2 separate regions of the Acanthopagrus latus genome follow, and region 1 is linked to region 2. The links are chromatin contacts, called in public Hi-C maps. All regions are on one chromosome and are shown on one strand. Each heading gives the region's core, a stretch centred on a gene start, on an enhancer-like site or on the middle of the called end of the contact. The rest is flanking DNA. Distances are from core to core; before and after follow the strand shown.

Region 1 (3,832 bases), core at 1,076-3,575, 180 kb before region 2:
AAAGTATTCTGGGAACCTTATTTTCATCTGAGAGCAGCTTATGGAAAAAATTAATATTCTGAAAATTCTGAGTTTGAATTTCTTCATAGTGCATCTTTAAACACATTTCGCTGCCTCACAAGTAGCTGCTGCTTCTTTAAGCAAAACATTTAGATACAAACAAAAAAAAAAAAAACAGGATAATGAAGCAAACAACAGGCACATCCTCTGCTGTTAGCACACAACTGCAGGGGGAAACCCCAGAGGCAGAACAAAAGGTTAGCACGCCGGAAAATAAAAGTGTGGTCCATCGCAACGCGGCACATAAGTCAAACTGCGACGAGGGTGTTTTTTTAATAGATGTAACAATTAGTAAAGTCACCGTAACAGTAAATCACAGGGAAGTCCATGAGCACAGGTTATCCTTTACCCAGGATGCATCAGTGTTCTCCTGGGGTGAACTGTAAAAGGTCAGTCAGTGTCTCATTAACACAAACCGTAGCTGTAGTAGAGTATCAACACACAGCTGGATTGTACAACTGAGACCAAAGTGCTCGAGTCACCAGGCCACAAAGAGACGTTTCATCCACAAACCACTGGACTGAACGACTCCGAGTCACAAAGTGCTTCAGATATTAGTTTCTACAGATTGATTTAACTGAACGCTGACTCTGTCTTACTTACAGGAAGTTCATCAGCCCACTTGGAACGTCATTTTTATACACATTTAATTTATTTTGAGGGGCCTTCTGATTAAAGCTGATCTGGTTGGAGTGTGTTACTTATTTTTAATATATATATATATAGATAAAGCAGAATCATATAACACCAGCGCACAAACGCTCTTAACTTCCTGCACTAACGCTGTATAAGTGGTCCTCCTCCTGCTGCCGTATATAAGCTTATTTTATGATATATGCCTGAGTGCAACCCCTGGATAGTGTAAGGAAAAAAAAAAAAAAAACCCATCCCCGATGAAATAAAGAAAGTAGTAAACTTCATGGCAGTGAGCCTCCTACATGAGAGTCCAGAGGGAGACAGAATGAGGTGCATACAGGACTATTAGCCCTCAGTAACACAGCTGATGCATTGGCTCCGGACTCTGCTTGTTAACCCTTGAGACTCCCGGCCTGATAAATCCTGGTTTTAAGAGATCTGGCGAACCTGAAGCTCACACAGCAGCGAGTGTCCACCGCTGCATCAAATATGGGCACTTAAACTGCTCTCTGTGTGGGACTGATACTTATGATATTTATGATATTTTTGGGTGTGCGAGGTTATAAAACACGACCTTTTTGCATTAAAACAATCTATCTTTACTTTTGTTCACCTCCCTTTGTTGGGACATGATTTTTCTGTCGCTGAACATGAAGTCATACAAAACAACTGCACCTTTAATATGAAAAAAAACACACTCAGAAGTTGTTCTCCTGCGCTCTGGATTTACACTACAGCAGCGACGACATGTAGCAGCATCAGATGGGACACCTCGTCTGATTAATATTTATTCAGGAGCATCAGAGGGGGCCTCTGTTGTGTCTTCTAATGAATAAAACACGATGTTTATCCTTCCTGTTTAACGTTAAGTCCCCACGAACAGTCACAGGGACCAGGAGAATATTTACTTGCGTCGGGGGACACCGGGGAGTTGGATTATCTGCTGGCGGCTTTGTAGTTTTCTGAAGCTTCCCCGTGTGACATGTTCCGGGGAGAGTGCTCTTATTTACTCTCCGGTCCCTCTGTGCATAGCCCTCCTCTTATTGTTTGCTCTCATGTGCCACCACTCCTGAGGAATGTGCTCGGGGACGAGAGAGGGAGGGAGAGAGACACCGGGAGAGACAGACAGACGGAGGGAGAGAGAGAGAGCGAGAGAGAGAGAGAGAGAGGAACACTGATGCTCTGATCATTACATTAGAGTCCACCAGCACACACAGATGGAGGAGTTGTCTCTGTGGTTTTAGATAGAAAAAAAAAAAAAAAAAAAGATTTGATGTTGTTTGTCCTGCAAGGAATTGACTTAATGTGAATGAGGGGAAAATAATTTCTTCTTATAATTAAAAGAAAAAACATTGTATATTTCCTTTAATTGGTGCTTTTTTTTTTCAAGCTTTTTAATTATTTCGAATCAACATTTTGTTTGTTTAGGAAACCAGAAATCTGCTTTTTGTCCTGTGAAATAATCTCCCTGTCCAGCAGTAAGAAGAAACAGAGACCACACATGAGAATAAAGATTTAAAAAATGAAATATTCTTCCATTCAAGGCAGAAAAAAACAAAAAAACAAAAACATTTGCACCCAGCAGCAGCAGGAGAAGACGCAGCAGTGCCGGACACTCACAGGACCTCTGAAGGAACATGAAGTATTATTTTCTACCGAAAGGTGGCGACGTTGGGTTTCCAAACACTGTCAGTCACGCAGACCTCATGCCAGGCTGCTCTCACACACTTCACCGTCCTCACACGACGCTGCGCTTCATCCTGCACACGTGTATTTCTGATATGTCTGATATTTCATCTGCGATACGGGATTATTTATTGACTATTTATCCGCAGCTCGGTGGAAAATCATTAAAAATGTAATTTGATGCATCTCATTGCCGAGACAGAGCCGGTTTGGGGCTCATTAATTGGGGGGGGTGATAATAATGCATAATTAATGAAATACACCTGTGAAAGATATTTATCTGTCGACGCGACGAGTGTCAGACGGGTGGAGAGGAAAAGTCTGACGGTGCCGAAACAAACAATGAGTCTAAAAATGTATTTAAATGATTATTTAAAAAACCCGAATTATGTGTTAAATTCTGACGACTCGCCAATCCAAAAGAGAGAGACATGCATATTTACCATCAGATATCTTCTGTTAATCCTCCGAATCTGTTTTCTGTCTTTTATTTGCTTTTCCTTCTCTTCCGCGCAAAAAAAAAAAAAAAAGTGACAAAAGACGGAATATTAAGTCTGGTGTCAATCTGCTGATGGGCTCGGACACTTCACAAAACTTTGGGTTTCTATACTATTATGCTAATTAGCTCCCCAGGCTGAGCTCCTCATTGGCTGAGTCTCGGTCAATTTCATATTTCAGTGTGACGTCAGGCCGCCTATAAAACTAAGCAATGCTTTTTAACTCGTCGGCTGACTGATCCCCCGGAAAAAAAAAGGGAAAAAAAATCTATCAATCCTTGGGTGGAGTTTTCCCCCCCTTTTTTTTTCATTCTCCACAAAGCAACTATTTGCCCGGGACACGTACGTGAACCTCCTCAATTTGGCGCACTAATCCTAAAAGGAGCCATGAAGTGTTAAATGGTAGAAACAGAGAGAGCGGCGCTCAGACACCCGCACGCTGGGAGAGAGGGAGGAAACAGCGCTACTCTGTGCAACGCAGACTGAAGGAGAGAGAGAGAGAGAGAAAGAAAAAAAAAAGAAAAAAACTTATCGACGCACGAAACCAAACCTGCGCTGCGCAATTAGTGCGAGAAAATCCACTTTTTTCTTCGGTTTTGAAGAAAATAAATAAAGAAATCAAGCTGGCTCAGTGCGTGTCTCAGCAGCCCACTTTGACAGGTGCTCCTCACCCCCTTTGGAGGACTGTCAACAGCAAGAGGATGGCATCAGAGCTGGCAATGAGCAACTCCGACCTGCCCACCAGTCCCCTGGCCATGGAATATGTTAATGACTTCGATCTGATGAAGTTTGAAGTGAAAAAGGAGCCGGTGGAGCCCGATCGCAGCATCAGCCAGTGCAGCCGCCTGGTCGCCGGGGGATCCCTATCTTCCACCCCGATGAGCACGCCTTGCAGCTCGGTTCCCCCCTCTCCAAGCTTCTCGGCGCCCAGTCCGGGATCAGGGAGCGAGCAG
Region 2 (3,716 bases), core at 482-2,981:
AGAGGATTGAAAAAATGACCCTGGCTTTGTTCCTTACTTTACCTCATTCATTCATTTATTCATTCATTCATCTACGTATATATACGCCATACTGAGAACAGCGCATATTGATCAGAGTAGATTTGATGTCCGCCATGATGTTGCACATGAAAAGACACAACGACAGAATGTATAGCATTAATGAAAGGCAATCCCATGAATGGTGCCACAGAAAAGGCACACACAATCATAACCACAGCTGGTGAGAGAAATAAAAGGAGACATGACACTCCTTAAAGGAATTAACCCTTTAAGCCCCAAGCCAATTTTCTAGGCCTCTGCTCGAAAAATACATATCCATAATAAAATGAGTATATCTCAGCAACCACAAGGTTTATTTGAAGACTTTTGGTGTCATGGGAAAGGGAACACTTTGAGGATTTGTTGAGATGTGTAATCAGTATATGTGTTACTGGTGAATAGTAAATGAAGATGGCACACAGCAAAAACTCAATAATTTTTAGTCTCGCCTAAAAGAAAGCACTTTCAGGGTGTGTATCCCTTAGAAATATTGCTGCCAACGCTCTACACCTCTTTCAAATCATAGTACAATATGTGAACATTGTCTCTGCAAAGGTTGATTTTGATCAAGTACAGTAGAACAAAATTAGAACATGTTTTTACATGTTGTAGCCCAACTTCTGCTGTTTAATTTGATATAAAATATGACTATATTCTTTCAATAATTAGTGTAGTAGTGGCTCTGTGGTTGTTCTGCATGTCTTAAAGTCCCCCTTGATGTTTTGTAATGCTTTATTATTTGTGTTATGTATACTTTATTTGTATGCTTCATGTTGTTGTTTGACTGCTGTTTTCTATTTCTATAAAGTGTCCTTGGGTGACCTGAAAGGCGCTTATAAATAAAATGTATTATTTCTATTAGGTAGTATCTATCACAAGAAATAAATCACAATATAGCACTGTTGACATCACATGCAAACTAGCTTCACAGACACAGACCCCCTCACAAACTATCAGTCATGGCAGTAGTGTTATTTACTCAGTGCAGCTACTCTACACACTAGGCTCCATCATATAAATGACAGACACTGACGTGCAGAATGAAATGAAATGTTGATCAGATATCTTGGCACTGTTGTGTCTTCTTCCTGTGGCCCCCACACACACAAGCCACCTACTGCACTGTCCCATCACCACAACCTCCTCTGAGCTGCAGTACTGATAACAACTATTACTTCAACAGGAGTCTCGCTGCCAGTCATAACAAAACGTTTCACATTAAACAGTCCATATTTTTTTGTTTAGCACCAAAACCAACCTTGACGTGAGCTCTGTGCATCTTCTAACTCACGCTAGCTTAAATAAACCGGTGCAGCTAGCAAGCCGTGTTAGCCGATATTATCCGTTGGTTGTGAGTGGAGGGTTCGGCTAAACTCCTGAATGCTGACAGTTAGCGTTACTACATCTGTCCCACTTACTTTGCATAGTAGACCCAACCATCTTTCGTGGATCTCTCTTCCCACCCGGGAGGTAACTCGTCCTCGCTGTCTGTGTCGTCCATACCTGCGTATTTCAGAGCCGCCATAACTCAGTTTTTAATCACGTAAACGACGGCGCAACAACCACTTAACCGTTGCTGGATATCTGCTCCGGAGGATGAATGCAAGCTGTCAAAAATCACACACACAGCGTTTCCCGGCACTTCCGCAACAACACTGTGACGTATGCCGAATGGCCTTCTGGGAAGGCGAGGCTGGAGGGGGCGTGTCCGTCGGGCTGGCGCAGCAAGGTCAACCTCAACCAAAGAGGTCAAATATAATAAAGCCCGTCTTCAGAAAGTTACCACATGCCTTATGAACTACTTTTATGCCTGTAATGATCAATAATAGGCCGGTTAGTATGATCACTGACAAGCTTAAAGTTAAATACAAGCACCATAAACTAAAAGGACTACGAGGTATTACATACAAAGACCCATGACAGAGATTTGCTGTATTTATTTGTTCATAATTAGGTATTTTGTGTTAATGTACAGCATAGTTCAATTGGAAGTTACAAGTCACAAGCTGTCACTGTGACGGCGGCCTGTGTGACCTGACACTGTCCTGTACAGCTGCTTCTCATTAGCAAACCAGCTCTTCTGTATGCAAAAGCAGCAGTGTTCCCTTGTTCCTGCTCCTTTACCTGCCCGTAAACCTGTTAGGCTACCTGTCGCAGGTGTCCTGCCTGTCTGCTGACGGCTGCGCAGCTATTATGGAACAGGGAATCAGTAAAAAAAGAGTCATTAATTCAATATGATAATAGCAGATCCATCCAGGAAACTGACTAACCAGCATGCTGCTGACTGCCAATGTGTACAGTAGAAAGAAGGAGAACATGAGTCACTTCCCCATCAGCCACTCGTCTTCTCTATGTACTGAAACTGTCATAACCTGGATTCGAACATCATTTAAATAGGTCGCTCTGACAGAGGACATTTTGACACGACATGAGGAAAAAATGATGGCTGAATTTCTTTGAGCCGCCTCAGTTCCAGGGTTTCCTGGCATTGTGCACACTGGCTTACTTTCATGGGACACTTGAGAGGAAACCATTACTAATGTTATCAGAAACACCTGTGCTTTTTTTTCTACTGTTGGAAAAGGGTGTGTTAATTTATTCTTTCATATGTTCCTACTATACTTACCTTTCTAGTGTCCTTAGATTGTGTGTGAGTCACTTCTATTTATTTACTGAATTTGTCTCTTTATTAGTTGTCATTCTGTTAACCTGCTGATGTTATCTTGCTAAACAAGGAAATTAGTCATGACAGCAGGCGCATGGTATAAAAATGTTATGCTTTTTTAAAGTTTAATGTGGTTGTAAAGCAGAAAGTTGCAGCAGGGAGGGCCACATAAGCATATACAAAGGAGCTTTATCCAGTTTCTGCTTTATAGCTTGCTGCTTGCCCCCTCACAAACTATCAATAGTAGCAGCATTGTTATGTACTCACACAGTAGCTGCTCTGCACACTAGGCTACTTTTCTTGAATTCCACTCTTGTGCCACTCCTGTTTGCTATTGACGTGTTTCAACTGCTGCTTTAAGTGAGCAGGTTGTGTTATTACTGCCAGGGACGCGGAGAGCGGTTTTACTTTGGCTATTTAATGGCTTCTGGGAAAAACTTGCTGTCATGCATACTGACTTTGAAGAATCTGCCTACGCTTGATCAACCGTGCAGCTGGTTTAATATGATCGACCGCCAGGATGCGAACTTTAATTTTACTCATTGCACAACAGACTCTTCCTTCAGCTCCAGTTTGGCACATAGCATCCCTCATTTATTCTCTATTTCCTCAAAAATGTGAAGCAGTCAAGCTGCAGATGTACTAAAGCATTACAGTCTGCTGTGATCTAGTCGACCCTGTCATGATGGCATCGTTTCAAAGAATTCAGGATGTTTCAGGCAGTGCAAATGGTGCAGGGCTGAACTGTGGTTACCTGGCAAACAGCTCCCTCAAGCAGGCGAAACAGCGCTGAACCTTGACGTAGAATAAACGCTGTCACACTTCAGGCTACGGGCTTCTGGAGCTGAGGTAGACAAACACTGTAGTGACAATCTGGGACACGCAAGAGAGGAGGGCACGATGTCTCAGACCGTTATTCTGTTGCTTCTCCGCATGACAGACGCTCACCCAGTCATTGAGCATAAGATGTGACAATCAGCTGTTGTGTTTG

The links. Hi-C and Micro-C count contacts between places; a contact is called where the count stands out from the background.
Region 1: a contact with region 2 is called in a Hi-C map of liver, with 2.5 times the contacts expected there. The contact joins the promoter of LOC119023740 here to the promoter of wwox in region 2. A contact is called at or near these places in 3 of 4 Hi-C or Micro-C datasets (liver and muscle).

The regions. Positions count from the first base shown.
Region 1 is chr8:6,812,136-6,815,967 of fAcaLat1.1, reverse strand. It overlaps LOC119023740 (transcription factor Maf-like), which reads left to right and starts at 2,325. Exons shown (of 1, transcript XM_037105849.1): 1 at 2,325-3,832. The coding sequence starts at 3,581.
Region 2 is chr8:6,627,578-6,631,293 of fAcaLat1.1, reverse strand. wwox (WW domain-containing oxidoreductase) reads right to left here and starts at 1,731. Exons shown (of 9, transcript XM_037105782.1): 1 at 1,479-1,731. The coding sequence starts at 1,585.